Regions from separate parts of the Macaca mulatta genome. Here region 2 is linked to region 1. Evidence: chromatin contacts called from public Hi-C data. All regions are on one chromosome and are shown on one strand. Each heading gives the region's core, a stretch centred on a gene start, on an enhancer-like site or on the middle of the called end of the contact. The rest is flanking DNA. Distances are from core to core; before and after follow the strand shown. Region 1 holds the start of MIPEP (mitochondrial intermediate peptidase). Region 2 overlaps C1QTNF9 (C1q and TNF related 9).

What was found. A called contact is a pair of places that touch in the nucleus more often than the background predicts.
Region 2: a contact with region 1 is called in a Hi-C map of blood, with 5 times the contacts expected there. The contact joins the enhancer-like site here to the promoter of MIPEP in region 1. A contact is called at or near these places in 8 of 14 Hi-C or Micro-C datasets (CD4 T cells, blood, cortical neurons and 4 more).

The regions. Positions count from the first base shown.
Region 1 is chr17:4,523,181-4,530,123 of T2T-MMU8v2.0, reverse strand. MIPEP (mitochondrial intermediate peptidase) reads left to right here and starts at 2,748. Exons shown (of 20, transcript XR_013407934.1): 1 at 2,748-3,064; 2 at 5,969-6,142. C1QTNF9B (C1q and TNF related 9B) reads left to right here. Exons shown (of 9, transcript XM_077974271.1): 7 at 148-222; 8 at 225-304; 9 at 307-1,102. The coding sequence ends at 921.
Region 2 is chr17:4,919,595-4,926,531 of T2T-MMU8v2.0, reverse strand. C1QTNF9 (C1q and TNF related 9) reads right to left here. Exons shown (of 5, transcript XM_077974277.1): 5 at 4,481-6,832. The coding sequence ends at 6,060. Among named protein-coding and RNA genes, the nearest start is that of C1QTNF9, 25 kb to the right of the region's middle. Within about 2 kb of position 1,986, at least 12 of the 40 cell types and tissues checked have an H3K27ac peak or open chromatin away from gene starts, as enhancers often do. A contact at or near this core is called in CD4 T cells, blood and cortical neurons, where this site is marked.

The DNA.
Region 1 (6,943 bases), core at 1,499-3,998:
AGTAATTGAATTTTAAACTCTGGGTACATGTATACTGAACGTGTAGAGTACTTTGTTTCATTTCTGAGCTCAATTATAGAAAAACCGAAGTTGTTCACAAGGGAATCTTTCACAAACCATCTCTTTGTTTGCTCTTTCTCTATTTAGCAGCAGATGGAAAAGTTGAAGCAAAAGGCATCAAAGGTGATCAAGGTTCAAGAGGATCCCCAGGAAAACATGGCCCAAGGGGCTTGCAGGGCCCATGGGAGAGAAAGGCCTCCGAGGAGAGACTGGGCCTCAGGGGCAGAAGGGGAATAAGGGTGATGTGTGGGTCCCACTGGTCCTGAGGGGCCAAGGGGTGACATTGGGCCTTTGGGCCCAACTGGTTTACCAGGTTCCATGGGCCCTATTGGAAAGCCTGGTCCCAAGGGAGAAGCTGGACCCATGGGGCCCCAGGGTGAGCCAGGAGTCCGGGGAATAAGAGGCTGGAAAGGAGATCGAGGAGAGAAAGGGAAAATCGGTGAGACGCTAGTCTTGCCAAAAAGTGCTTTCACTGTGGGGCTCACGGTGCTGAGCAAGTTTCCTTCTTCAGATGTGCCCATTAAATTTGATAAGATCCTGTATAACGAATTCAACCATTATGATATAGCAACGGGGAAGTTCACGTGCCACATTGCTGGGGTCTATTACTTCACCTACCACATCACTGTTTTCTCCAGGAATGTTCAGGTGTCTTTGGTCAAAAATGGAGTAAAAATACTGCACACCAAAGACGCTTACATGAGCTCTGAGGACCAGGCCTCTGGCGGCCTTGTCCTGCAGCTGAAGCTGGGGGATGAGGTGTGGCTGCAGGTGACAGGAGGAGACAGGTTCAATGGCTTGTTTGCTGATGAGGACGATGACACAACTTTCACAGGGTTCCTTCTGTTCGGCAGCCCGTGACAGGAGAGTTGATGAATCGGCCGCCCCATCTCAGAATCAGCTTGGTGACGAACTGACTCAGATGGTTTTACTTTATTCCTCCAGTTATTACAATAATCATAAAAAGGTGAAAACGGAAAAGTTATTCCCAAAACTGATTCTGTGTAACTTACTGTCTTTCCAGGAGTAAATATTGAAAATAGCTGCATGGTTTATTCTAATTTACTTCACATTTCTTATTCCTATTATCTGAAGAATCCTCTGCCTGTGTGTTTCTTGTGGGAAGAGTGTTTTGATCCCATTTGAGTGCTCTGAGGAGTCATGTGAGGATGTATCCCTCATCTGTGTTTCTGAGGACAGTAAGGGGAAAGTAAAGGGAAATCTTTATTCCATTCAGTACTAGTAACAGCTTTAAGTTGGTGATGCTGTCACACTCCAGAAAGCTGTAGACACTGCTCATTTTGTCTTTTTTTAACAAATTATTTTTAAGTCCTGGGATACATATGCAGAACGTGCTGGTTTGTTATATAGTAAACATGTGCTGTGGTGGTTTGCTGCGTCTATCAACCCGTCACCTAGGTATTAAGCCCTGCATGCATTAGCTATTTGTCCTGGTGCTCTGCCTCCCGCTTTGCTCATTTTCTAACCTAGGTTTTAATCACCATTCCATCCAACAAATCATTGTTTGATCATTATTTGCCAGTGGTGAATCTCTGTTTGTTTTCTAGGATTGCCCTAATAAAGTACACAAAGTGAGAGTCTTTCAACAACAGAAATGGACTTTCTCAGTTCTGTAGGCTGGAAGTTTGCAATCACCGTAGCAGCAGGGCCATGCTCCCTCCAAAGGGGCTGCAGGAGGATCCGGCCTTGCTGCTTCCAGCTCCTGGCAGCTGGTGGCAGCATCACTCCCGTCCCCGCCGCCATCTTCAGGTGGCTGTCCTCCTCCTCCTGTATCAGCCACATTTTCCTCTTCTTACAAGGACAGCTTCCCTAATCTAGTATGACCCATCTTAATCATCTCTGCAAACTCCCTGTGTTCAAATAAGGTCACCTGTACAGGCACCGAGGGTTAGGACTTCAGCATCTCTTTTGGGAGACACAGTTCAGCCCAATCTGCCCTCTGATTCCCAAAGTCGATTTCCTTCCCATGTGCGAAATACATTTTCGCCCCATCTCAACATTTCCAAAAGTCTTACCACTTTCCGCATCAACTCCCCCCATCTACGTCATTAAATAAGCTACAGAGGAGACCTCCTGGGTGATTCATCCTGTGGCAGAATTTCTCTCCATGTGTGATTCTGCGAAACCAGAAAAGTTAATCCACTTTTAAAAGACAGTGGTGCGGGGCGGGGGCCGGCGTAGGGTAGACAGTCCATCCCAAAGGAGAGAAAGCGGGAGGAAAAAAGGGATCACGGGTCCCAGACAATTCTGAAACCCTGCAGGGAAAATCCCATTAGACTGCTTTCACTGTTTGCCATCTAAAGTTTTTAAATGAGCTATGCAAGAGTAAAAAGTTACTGGGCAGAGACACCAAACAGAGAAGTGCAGGATGAATTTACCAAGAGAGTTGGTTAAAAGGGAAACTTCTCCTTCAGGCCTATGGCGGGCATTTCTTGTTTACTCAAGTACCTACCATCTCTCAAAAAATATCTAATGTCCACCGGAATTCGAATATATCATGATTTTGCCCGCGCCCAGCCCCCTAGTCACTTGGGAGGGAAGCGCAACCCTAGCCTTTCCTCACTCTGGACACAGGGGGCGGTAAACCGCGACGGCGGCTGAGAAGGCAGGGCAGCGACGCTCTTGCTCTCTGGACGTCAACGTGCCCTCGTCCTGAGGCCACGCCCAGACCCGGAAGCGGAGCCGTCACGTGGGGCGGCGTGGGCCGCTGCCTTGGAAACGCGGAGCCGCGCTCCCGGCGAAAGCACCAGGGCAGGGGTCTCGCGTGGGAGGAAGGGAGTGCTCCGGGGATAGAATGCTGTGCGTCGGAAGGCTGGGCGGCTTCGGAGCCAGAGCAGCAGCTCTGCCGCCCCGGTGGGCGGGCCAGGGAAGCCTTCAAGCCGGGATCCGGGCCCGAAGGGTCAGCACCAGCTGGTCTCCCGTGGGCGCCGCCTTCAATGTCAAGCCCCAGGGCAGCCGCTTGGACCTGTTCGGCGAGCGCCGGGTGAGCGGCGCAGGAGGAGCTCCCCTCAGTCCGCGAGCTAAGCCGACCTCTGCTCCGCGCGGCCAGCGACACTCAGGGCCAGATTGTTTGGGCCTGGGAGGAGGCGGGCAGCGAACCCACCTCGTACAGTGGCGTCTTGTGTGCCCTCTCGATAAGGGCAAGGTCACCTCTGCTTTGAGGGGCCGGGTTTAGTGGTCTCCTCCCCAGAGTGTCGGGTCCGGGAACTGCCTCTGCATGAGCCACTTGCTCCACGTGAATCTGAATAGTTCGTCCTGATGGTGGCGGTGAATTCGGCCTGCCAGGACCCGCCCTCTGCATACATGCACCCGCACACCCGCTAAAGCCCTTTAGTTCCAGCGCTACAGTCTTGCCTTAGGAGGCCTATCCCTGTGCCTTCACAGGCGGTATCGCATGGTCTTTTTGCAGGGACACGGCTGCCTGTAGTCGAGTAATGGTAATTTCATTGATACATGAAATTCCATCGCCTACTAATTTATTTGAAAGCTTTGGGCTTTCTTGTTTTAAAACACAAAACCCTGTTGCGAGGAGTCTGACTTGCCATAGTGCCATGGAATTGGTCACTTGGATTTCTTACCCCAGGAAGTCACTAGAGTGCATTGTGTAGTGGAAGGTGAGAAGGAGGCAAGGTTGGAAGGGACTTACCTGATGCCTGTTCTACTTGGAGTTTGTATATTTTGTCCGTTTTAGGTTAAGGATTACTTTTATTTTTGCTTTTTAAAATTTCATTGTAGTGTATTGCCTTATAAAGAGGAGTCTAGGGTATTGCACTGAGCTAAGGTGTATTATTCTGGTTTTATCTCCATTATCAGCTTTGTCTGTTTTAAAATTATTTTGTGTGAAATTTGCCACACCACCTTCCTTAAGAGTATGCAATGTTGGTATTAACATAGTTGGTGTGAGAACTGCTTGTGGGCGCTGAGGAGAAAGACGTGAGGGGAAGCCTGATTTTGGGTAGATGAGATGTATCTAATTTTAGCTTTTATTTTTCCCTTTTGTATCTTGGTACTCAGCACCGATAGCAGATTTTCAAATTTGTGAATTGGTTTTTGCCTTGGAAAAAAAGGTTTATTCAGTTTTTTAGCATTACGAAGGTCACTGGTAATCCGAGAGTTAGAATTCCCGAGGGCAACGCGGCAGTAGGGCAGGTTGTACTGGGAAGTGGAATTAGTCTGCGCTTGAATCAAATTAAATCAATATAAAGATGACATTTGTTTTTAGTCCTGATTCTCTTTTGTCCCCCACTGACTCTCTTTTATTTTTTTAACTTGTAATATATTTTGAAGAGAGATTAATAGCTTAACTTCATCCATCCCTTGTTGTAGAAACAGTAGGCCTCATCAGGCCTGAAGGGTTACCTGCTGCTATTTCTGAAAGTGTGTGTGCTAAACACCTGCCAAGTTAATTAACAAAGCCCAGCCTCTGCTGCGGTCATTTGTTTCCTACATTGAGTTCCCCCCATATGTTAGACGTTCTGTTGGATAGCTGGTTAAAGAAATGAAGGGCAGCGCTCTTGGGTCTGGAAGCTCACCTTTTCAGGAGAGAAGACTTTCAAACAGATTGTAATTGAGATTGTAACTGTAATAGAGAAGTATGGAAAAGTGTGGGCTTTAGAGATGTACAGAGCGGGTTCGAGTTCTGGCTTTGCCAATATTAATTTGTGACCTCAAAGAAGTTTTTTCTAACCTCTTTTTTTTTTTTTTTGAGACGGAGCCTTGCTCTGTCACCCAGGCTGGAGTGCAGTGCCTCGATCTTGGCTCACTGCAAGCTCCGCCTCCCGGGTTCACACCATTCTGCTGTCCCAGCCTCCCCAGCAGGTGGGAGTACGGGTGCACGCCGCCCGCCCAGCTAATGTTTTTGTATTTTTGGTAGAGACAGGGTTTCACCGCGTTAGCCAGGATGATCTCGATCTCCTGACCTCGTGATCCGCCCGCCTTCTCTAACCTCTTAAAGCATGTGTCCTAATCTATAAAAGAATGATACTCTGTTCTGTAGGATTGTGTGATTGAAATGAGAACCTGTGTAAAGTAGCAGGCGCACTTCATGGTATGCGGTAGGTGCATATTAAATGCTTTTTTCCCTGCCTTCCTGAGTATGCTAACAAGTGTGATTGAAGAGGTAACAAGAGAATGGTCATTGCCATTAGATCAGTGATTTTTATTTTTATCAAGATATTGAAATGTCTTTGGAACGTATAAAATTTGCTCCCAGTTTCAGCCTATGATTTTAATATGTTCATTAAATTTTTCTAAAATATCTATTGCTTCGTGGTCAACTCATCCTCTCTCTTTGATAGTTGTAGAATAATTGGTACTGTGTACTGAGATCTTACTCTGTCAGATATTGCTTTTAGTACTTTACATATCCTTAGTATGTGTATCCCTGCTGTAAGATATGTATTGTCATTCCCATTGTACATGATGAAAAAATATGAGGCCTAGGAGGAGAAATAACATGACCAGGGTTATAAACTAATAATAATTATGGCTGACATCTATCTATCAAATGCTATGTGCTAAACACTGCTATATATATATACACACACAAATACACACACACATATATATTTACATATATTATCTCATTTAATTCTTGCAGCCACTCTTAGGTTCTGTAGAAGTGACAGAGCTGGATTTTGAACCCATATCATTTTTTTTTTCAGAAAATAGTTAAAAATTGAAGAAAAATTATGTTCTGGGAACATTTTTAGTGTAATTTATGTGGAGTGATATGGGGAGTATGATAGTAGTATCCGTGATCACAGGTATAACATGATACCCCAATGAAAGCCAAGATTTCCTTTGTGATAAAAGTAATTTTAGTAAATATCAAAAAAGCACAGTTTTGAATTTTGGTTATAAATCAGACGTATTCTTTGGTTCTAAGGGTCTTTTTGGAGTTCCTGAGCTCAGTGCCCCAGAAGGATTTCATATTGCACAAGAAAAAGCCTTGAGAAAGACAGAATTGCTTGTGGACCGTGCGTGTTCCACCCCACCTGGGCCCCAGACCGTGCTGATCTTTGATGAGCTCTCGGATTCCTTGTGCAGAGTGGCCGACTTGGTAAGATGCTTTGCCTTAGACTTGAAGCTACTTCTCTTTCAACCCTGCTAAAATTTAAGTGAAGTTTATCCTTTGTTGTTTACTCTTAATATTAGATTATAAAGTTAAAAATGTCTGAAACTGTTTGAGATCCGTTAGGTATGATTTTTTATGATGAAATATGTCATTAGGAATGGGGAAAATGTTATCAGAAAAGGTCATATTTAGAACTTGTACTTTAATATAATATTTAATAAAATATACATGTAATATAATGAATGATTACTAATATATGTTTACATATATATTCATTTGACAGAGGTTCTTCATTTTTGAACGCTTCTCCCCAAATTCTAAGAACACTTTATGTGTACGTTTACAACAAAATTCCTTTTTTTCTTTTTTTTGCTGTAATAGAGACAGGGTCTCCCTGTGTTCCCCGGGCTGGTCTTGAACTCCTAGCCTCAAGTGAACCTACTGCCTCAGCCTCCCAAAGTGCTGGGATTATAAGTGTGAGCCACTTCTTTTTCATAAGAGGTGTGAGAACCAGTTTTAATAAACCTTTTCAGGAATGCTTTTTTTAAATTAAAAAACAAGTTTTGACATCAAAATGATTGTAAAGCCTTTTTTTATTTTTTTAACATTTTAAAGTTGAAATAGAAGTGTATACCTAGATCTCTTCACCAACTAGGAAATCCATTGCTGAGATAGCAAAATTTTCTTTTTCTTTTTTCATTTTTTATGTTTAATTTTAATATACCTCATGTATATATTCATGAGGTGCATGAGATGTTTTGATAGGGACATGCAGTGCACAGTGAT
Region 2 (6,937 bases), core at 737-3,236, 400 kb before region 1:
CTCCCAGAGAGCTAACAGTGTAGCCAGTACGTGCATTTTGCTAAAAGGACGTCTGTTTTGTTTCTCTCCCCTAAACCAGGCTGGCAGCCTAAAGGATACTGGTTCAGGTTTAGGGATGTTTTCCTCAAACGCAGTTTTCATCAGTCCCCGCCTTGCTGGGAACTCCCGGGGACTCCTGGCTGCACCACGGACACCCTCTTTTGCCTTTTGCTTAATACCAAGTGTAATGTGGCCCCTACTCCCTGGTCCAAGCTTCTCTCTCATGTCCCTTTGCTCCCCCACAGGGAGTCGATCCTGCTCTAGCGGGGTGTCTGCACCACCGTGATCGGCCTAACTTCTGGACCTCACATTCTTGAAGCCGGTCCAGCTCCACCGGCAAGGGTGGGGCCTCCCGGGCTCGGGCCGACTGGAACTTGCTTTGGCTAGCGCCGTTCTGCTCCCCAGTTGTTGGATGCCTCAGTCGGTGTCTTTCTTGGAACTATCCTCTCTTTAGAGAACCAGACCGACACAGAGTGCTCTTGTTTATCCCGGCTCCGCGCCCGGCTCCCGCGCCTCGCCTGTAACCTACAGCTCTGCCTCTGCAACCTTTGCAAACGGCCTCCTCCCTTCTTCCGGGAGCCCAGCGTCCTGCGCGGCGTCCCGCACCGCGGCGCCATCTGGCGGTGGAGCTCGGCACCTGCAAGCTGGAGCCCACGTTGCCTGGGGACAGTCCCAGGGGAGGGAGAGGAGGGTCAGGGTTCCCCTTTTCTGACGGGATGCTGGCTCCATTGCAGCCAGAGCTGGGGGTTCATCCCTCCTTTGTACCCACCCCTTTTCCCCGGAGTGCCTAGCGCTGGATACAGACTTGCAGGTTACTAATGTAAAATCAAAACCAGCTGCGGCCAAAGTGTAGCAAGTACTCATCACTGGTTGGGCGGTTTATGGCTTGTGAGTTCCCATTATCCCAGTTCAACCTTCCACAGCCCGGTGCCCTAGGAACTAGCATCCCCACTTTACTAAGGAGAACCCGGGTTCGTTAGACGTTAGCAGGTGAAAATGACAGGCCAGTAGGTGTCAGAACCATGACTCTGGACTCCAGCCTTCCGACTTCAAACCCTATGCTTTTAAAAATCATTCCATTTGCTTCACTAATTTTCTGTGAAAAATCACTGGTTTCCATAGTGGAAACTCACAAGTGGCAGCTGAGTGATTGGAGAACAATCGTTAGCAGACCCAGGTTTAAATTCAGAATCTGTAATTGACTTCCTGGAAACCATTAACCTTCTAGGGTGTCAGTTTCCTGTCCCCACCCCGCACTGTGCAAATCAGATCAAATGTGCAAGGGCGCTGTGGAAGAAAGGTTTCTCTCCTGTGTGTTTCTCCTCTTGTTTATTTATTTATTTATTTATTTAAAATGTATTCCAAGGGCAAGGAGAAACCAAATTTGAAATCCATTTGTCTGCAGTACACTTGACCCAAGTTTTTTTCTGGGATTTTGCTGTCTTCTCTGATGTCATAAAATCTAAACTAGCTGGGAAATTAAGATGACAAACACAGACTCTGCCTGGGCTCCAGGAGTGTGTCATGGGCGGCGGCAGCAGCAGCAGCAGCAGGACCTGCCATAGACCGTGTCATCCCTGTGACTTCACTCCTCTCCCTGATGTTGCAATGGACGCCCAAAAAGCCACCTGGTCCTGTCTTCTTCTGACTCCTGGGAGGGACCACAAAGTAGAGACTCCCAATATTTGCATAGTTCTCTGCAGTGTACACAGTGCTTCTTCATCACAGCTACACATTCCGCCTCTGCAACAACCTGGTGAGGTGGGTGTTGTCACACCCGTTTTACATTTGAGGAGTTGGAAGTTCCGATGTTCAGTAACTTGACAAATGTCTCATTCTAGTAAGTGGCAAAACTCAATTCTCAAACCCAGCTCTTTGGATACAGGGCTAGTCTTTCTCATTACACCAACACATACCCCACAAAATCTGCTCAGTCCTTGCACCAGCACTGTGGGGGCTGCCTGCCTCTGAAGGTGCAGAGAAGTCTCCCTCCTTCCTCCATGAGACCTCTCGCTCTTCCTCTCCCTCTGTCTTTATCTCTTGCTCTCCCTCTCTTTTCACGTTTATTGAGTGCTTATTACATTTGTCAAAAGACAAAAATTACAACAAATGTAGTTTAAAGATCTTAATTGGCTCTTATTTGTGATTCTAGAATTGAGCAACATTCCATTCCATAAAATAGAAAGAGTGTTTTGACAAGGCCAGCAGAGGGGGTTGACTTTATAAACAGAAAAAGGCTGAGGAAAACAAACAGGAAGCAGAAGGCGGGTTGGTTATTAGAAAGTAACTTTTCTCTAAAAGGTTAAAGAAGAGGGGGCTTCTTCCTGCTTGTTAAAACCGGCCTGTTTGGGGATTTGGCTATTCTCTCTCTCTCTCCTGATCTCTTGGAAGGTCAAATAAACAACTTAGTTTCAGTTTAGCGTCATGAATGTTTGGCAGGAGTAACTCCATTTTTGGTTTGCTCTGTTGGGTCTGTTGCAGGAGCTCAGCCCAAACCAACGGCTTCCTATAAAGTTCACTTAACAAATCTCAGACTTTATCCTAGGTGCTGGAGATACAACAGTGAACAAAGCATACATAAATCTTAGAAATTATCTTCTAGTGGAAGAAGATAGAAAATAAATTATTTGGCTGTTGGTGGTAAGTGCTAGGAAATTAAATAAGCCGTCATCCTCTCTCACACAAGTTGGTTCATTTAAGAAGAACCAAGTGAGATGTAGAAAGCCGGTGCAGTCTGTGTTTATGTGAAGCCGGAGGGGTCTTTACAGAAACGTAGATCTGATCCCGTCCTCCCCACCAAACACAAGCTCTTTTCCCTGCTTCCTGTGGCTCTGGAGACCCCTCCTCCCCCGACCCCTCCTTGGCTGAGCAGACTGCAGGCTCCCGGGCCTCTCCAGCCGTCCTCACCCTCAGGCCCCCTGAGGTCCCACTCACCGACCTGACCTGGTCCAGCCTGGACCCCGCTCCCTCCCCAAGGAGTTACTTGCCACTCCTGGGCTGGGCCAGGCCTGGTGCTCTGCCCCCAACGCAGGGCTTCCCTCCACCTATTCAGCTGCGGGAGCCCGGCTCAACGCCCTCTTCCTTGGGAGGTGGCTGCCGGCCCTCCCCACTGCCCCGATTTCAGACCCCATATTCCTTTCTTTCACAGCCCTGATCACAGCAGCAACTTCACCCTCCTTGGTGCTTTTGATTAATGATTGTCTCTACCCCTGGATGCTGGCCCCCAGGGCAGGACTTTATGGGATCTCTTCACCCAGCCCCAGTCCAGGGCCTAAACCCTGGTGGAATTCCCCTCAACACGTCACTGGACTAAGGACTCAAGGCAAATTGGCCCTAGGCGGTGGGAGGGGAGGGTGTGGTGGTTGTCTGCCCAACTCCAGCACTTTGTCTTGGAACTGAAAATTTGAAGTGGAAAGACCCAGTCAGAGGGAGTTCTGAGCCTCTCAGTACCGTTAGACACCCCGAGCTATTAGCAGGGTAATTTTGCCAAAGAAGAAGAGGATATTGAGAGGGAGGAAGAGAATGAGGGAAAGAGGAATGAGAGAATGAGACAGAATAAGGAGCAAAAAAAAGGAGAGAATGAGAGAGACAGGATGAGGGGGAAAGAGAATGAGGGAGAGAGAGGAAAAGAGTAAATGAGAGGGAATGACAGCGACAGAGTGAGGGAGAAAGAGAAAGGGAGCGACTGAGAGGGAGACAGGGAATGAGAGAGAGAACGGCAGAGACAGAGGGAAGAGGGAGAGGAGGAAGGACAGAAGGAGGGTGGGCTCACTGCTCTGAGGGCTGAGTGAGAGCTGAGGAAGAGCCAGGATGTCTTTTGAATCCCTGATGTCATCACACCCTTCCCTGGCCTGGCCCCCTCATGGGTAGAAACTCCTTGAAATTCACTTTATTATGATTGAGTAAGGTCCCTCAAACCCGCATATGCTTGTTTCTTTTTGGCTGTTCTTCTTAAGTCATGTTTCCTTGGCCTGTGGTTTTGATCCCATTCAAATTTCTCTCTCTTCAGATCTCTCACTCCATCTATGAATTACTTCCCCTTTCTCTCTGGCACTTCCCTCGTGGTTACCTCGTTAACACATAGGAATGTTCTAGTATTGTGTCCTGAATTGCTGGGCTGTTGGTCTTGCTGACTTCAAGAATGAAGGCACAGACCTTCGTGGTGAGTGTTACAGTTCTTAAAGATGGTGTGTCCGGAGTTTGTTCCTACTGATGTTCGGATGTGTCTGGAGTTTCTTCCTTCTGGTGGGTTCGTGGTCTCGCTGACTTGAGAAGTGAAGCCACAGACCTTTGCAGTGAGTGTTACGGCTCTTAAAGGCAGAGCATCCGGAGTTGTTCATTCCTCCTGGTGGGTTCATGGTGTCACTGGCTTTTCAGGAGTAACGCTGCAGACCTTCACGGTATGTGTTACAGCTCATAAAGGTGGCATGGACCCAAAGAGTGAGCAGCAGCAAGATTTATTGCAAATAACAAAACAACAAAGCTTCCACAGTGTGGAAGGGGACTAGCGGGTTGCTGCTGCTGGTTAGGGTGGCCTGCTTTTATTCCCTTATCTGGCCCCACCCACATCCTGCGGATTAGTCCATTTTACAGAGAGCTGATTGGTCCGTTTTGACAGAGGGCTGACTGGTGCATTTACAAACCTTTAGCTAGACACAGAGTGCTGATTGGTGCATTTACAATCCTTTAGCCAGACAGAAAAGTTCTCCAAGTCCCCATCGGACCCAGAAGCTCAGCCAGCTTCACCTCTCAATCCCCGCTCTAAACAGGACACCCCAAATGCTGTTGGGAATTGGGCGATGACCGTTCTAGCTACTTCCTGCTGGATAGGGGCAAAGAAGGGGCCCTGCAGTTGTAGTGTCCTCCAGAGGGGAGCTCTCTAGGCCAGTGAAAGGGCCAGCGGGTCAGTCCAGGGGTCCTCGGTAGAAGTTGTTAGCTCTATCTCCCAAAAGAGATGCTGAAGTCCTAACCCTCGGTGCCTGTACAGGTGACCTTATTTGAACATAGGGAGTTTGCAGAGATGATTAAGATGGGTCATACTAGATTAGGGAAGCTGTCCTTGTAAGAAGAGGAAAATGTGGCTGATACAGGAGGAGGAGGACAGCCACCTGAAGATGGCGGCGGGGACTGGAGTGATGCTGCCACCAGCTGCCAGAAGTTGGAAGCAGCAAGGCCGGATCCTCCTGCAGCCCCTTTGGAGGGAGCATGGCCCTGCTGCTGCGAGATCGCAAACTTCCAGCCTACAGAACTGGGAAAGTCCATTTCTGTTGTTTAAAGACTCTCACTTTGCGTACTTTATTAGGGCAATCCTAGAAAACAAACAGAGATTCACCACTGGCAAATAATGATCAAACAATGATTTGTTGGATGGAATGGTGATAAAAACCTAGGTTAGAAAATGAGCAAAGTGGGAGGCAGAGCACCAGGACAAATAGCTAATGCATGCAGGGCTTAATACCTAGGTGACGGGTTGATAGACGCAGCAAAGCACCACAGCACATGTTTACTATATAACAAACCAGCACGTTCTGCATATGTATCCCAGAACTTAAAAATAATTTGTTAAAAAAAGACAAAATGAGCAGTGTCTACAGCTTTCTGGAGCGTGACAGCATCACCAACTTAAAGCTGTTACTAGTACTGAATGGAATAAAGATTTCCCTTTACTTTCCCCTTACTGTCCTCAGAAACACAGATGAGGGATACATCCTCACATGACTCCTCAGAGCACTCAAATGGGATCAAAACACTCTTCCCACAAGAAACACACAGGCAGAGGATTCTTCAGATAATAGGAATAAGAAATGTGAGGTAAATTAGAATAAACCATGCAGCTATTTTCAATATTTACTCCTGGAAAGACAGTAAGTTAGACAGAATCAGTTTTGGGAATAACTTTTCCGTTTTCACCTTTTTATGATTATTGTAATAACTGGAGGAATTAGTAAAGGAAAACCATCTGAGTCAGTTCGTCCCCAAGCTGATTCTGAGATGGGGCGGCCGATTCATCAACTCTCCTGTCACGGGCTGCCAAACAGAAGGAACCCTGTGAAAGTTGTGTCATCGTCCTCATCAGCAAACAAGCCATTGAACCTGTCTCCTCCCGTCACCTGCAGCCACACCTCATCCCCCAGCTTCAGCTGCAGGACAAGGCCGCCAGAGGCCTGGTCCTCAGAGCTCATGTAAGCGTCTTTGGTGTGCAGTATTTTTACTCCATTTTTGACCAAAGACACCTGAACATTCCTGGAGAAAACAGTGATGTGGTAGGTGAAGTAATAGACCCCAGCAATGTGGCACGTGAACTTCCCCGTTGCTATATCATAATGGTTGAATTCATTATACAGGATCTTATCAAATTTAATGGGCACATCTGAAGAAGGAAACTTGCTCAGCACCGTGAGGCCCACAGTGAAAGCACTTTTTGGCAAGACTAGCGTCTCACCGATTTTCCCTTTCTCTCCTCGATCTCCTTTCCAGCCTCTTATTCCCCGGACTCCTGGCTCACCCTGGGGCCCCATGGGTCCAGCTTCTCCCTTGGGACCAGGCTTTCCAATAGGGCCCATGGAACCTGGTAAACCAGTTGGGCCCAAAGGCCCAATGTCGCCCCTTGGCCCCTCAGGACCAGTGGGACCCACATCACCCTTATTCCCCTTCTGCCCCTGAGGCCCAGTCTCTCCTCGGAGGCCTTTCTCTCCCATGGGCCCTGCAAGCCCCTTGGGGCCATGTTTTCCTGGGGATCCTCTTGAACCTTGATCACCTTTGATGCCTTTTGCTTCAACTTTTCCATCTGCTCCTAAATAGGGAAAGAGCAAACAAAGAGATGGTTTGTGAAAGATTCCCTTGTGAAAACTTTGGTTTTTCTATAATCAAGCTCACAAATGAAACAAACTAATGCACA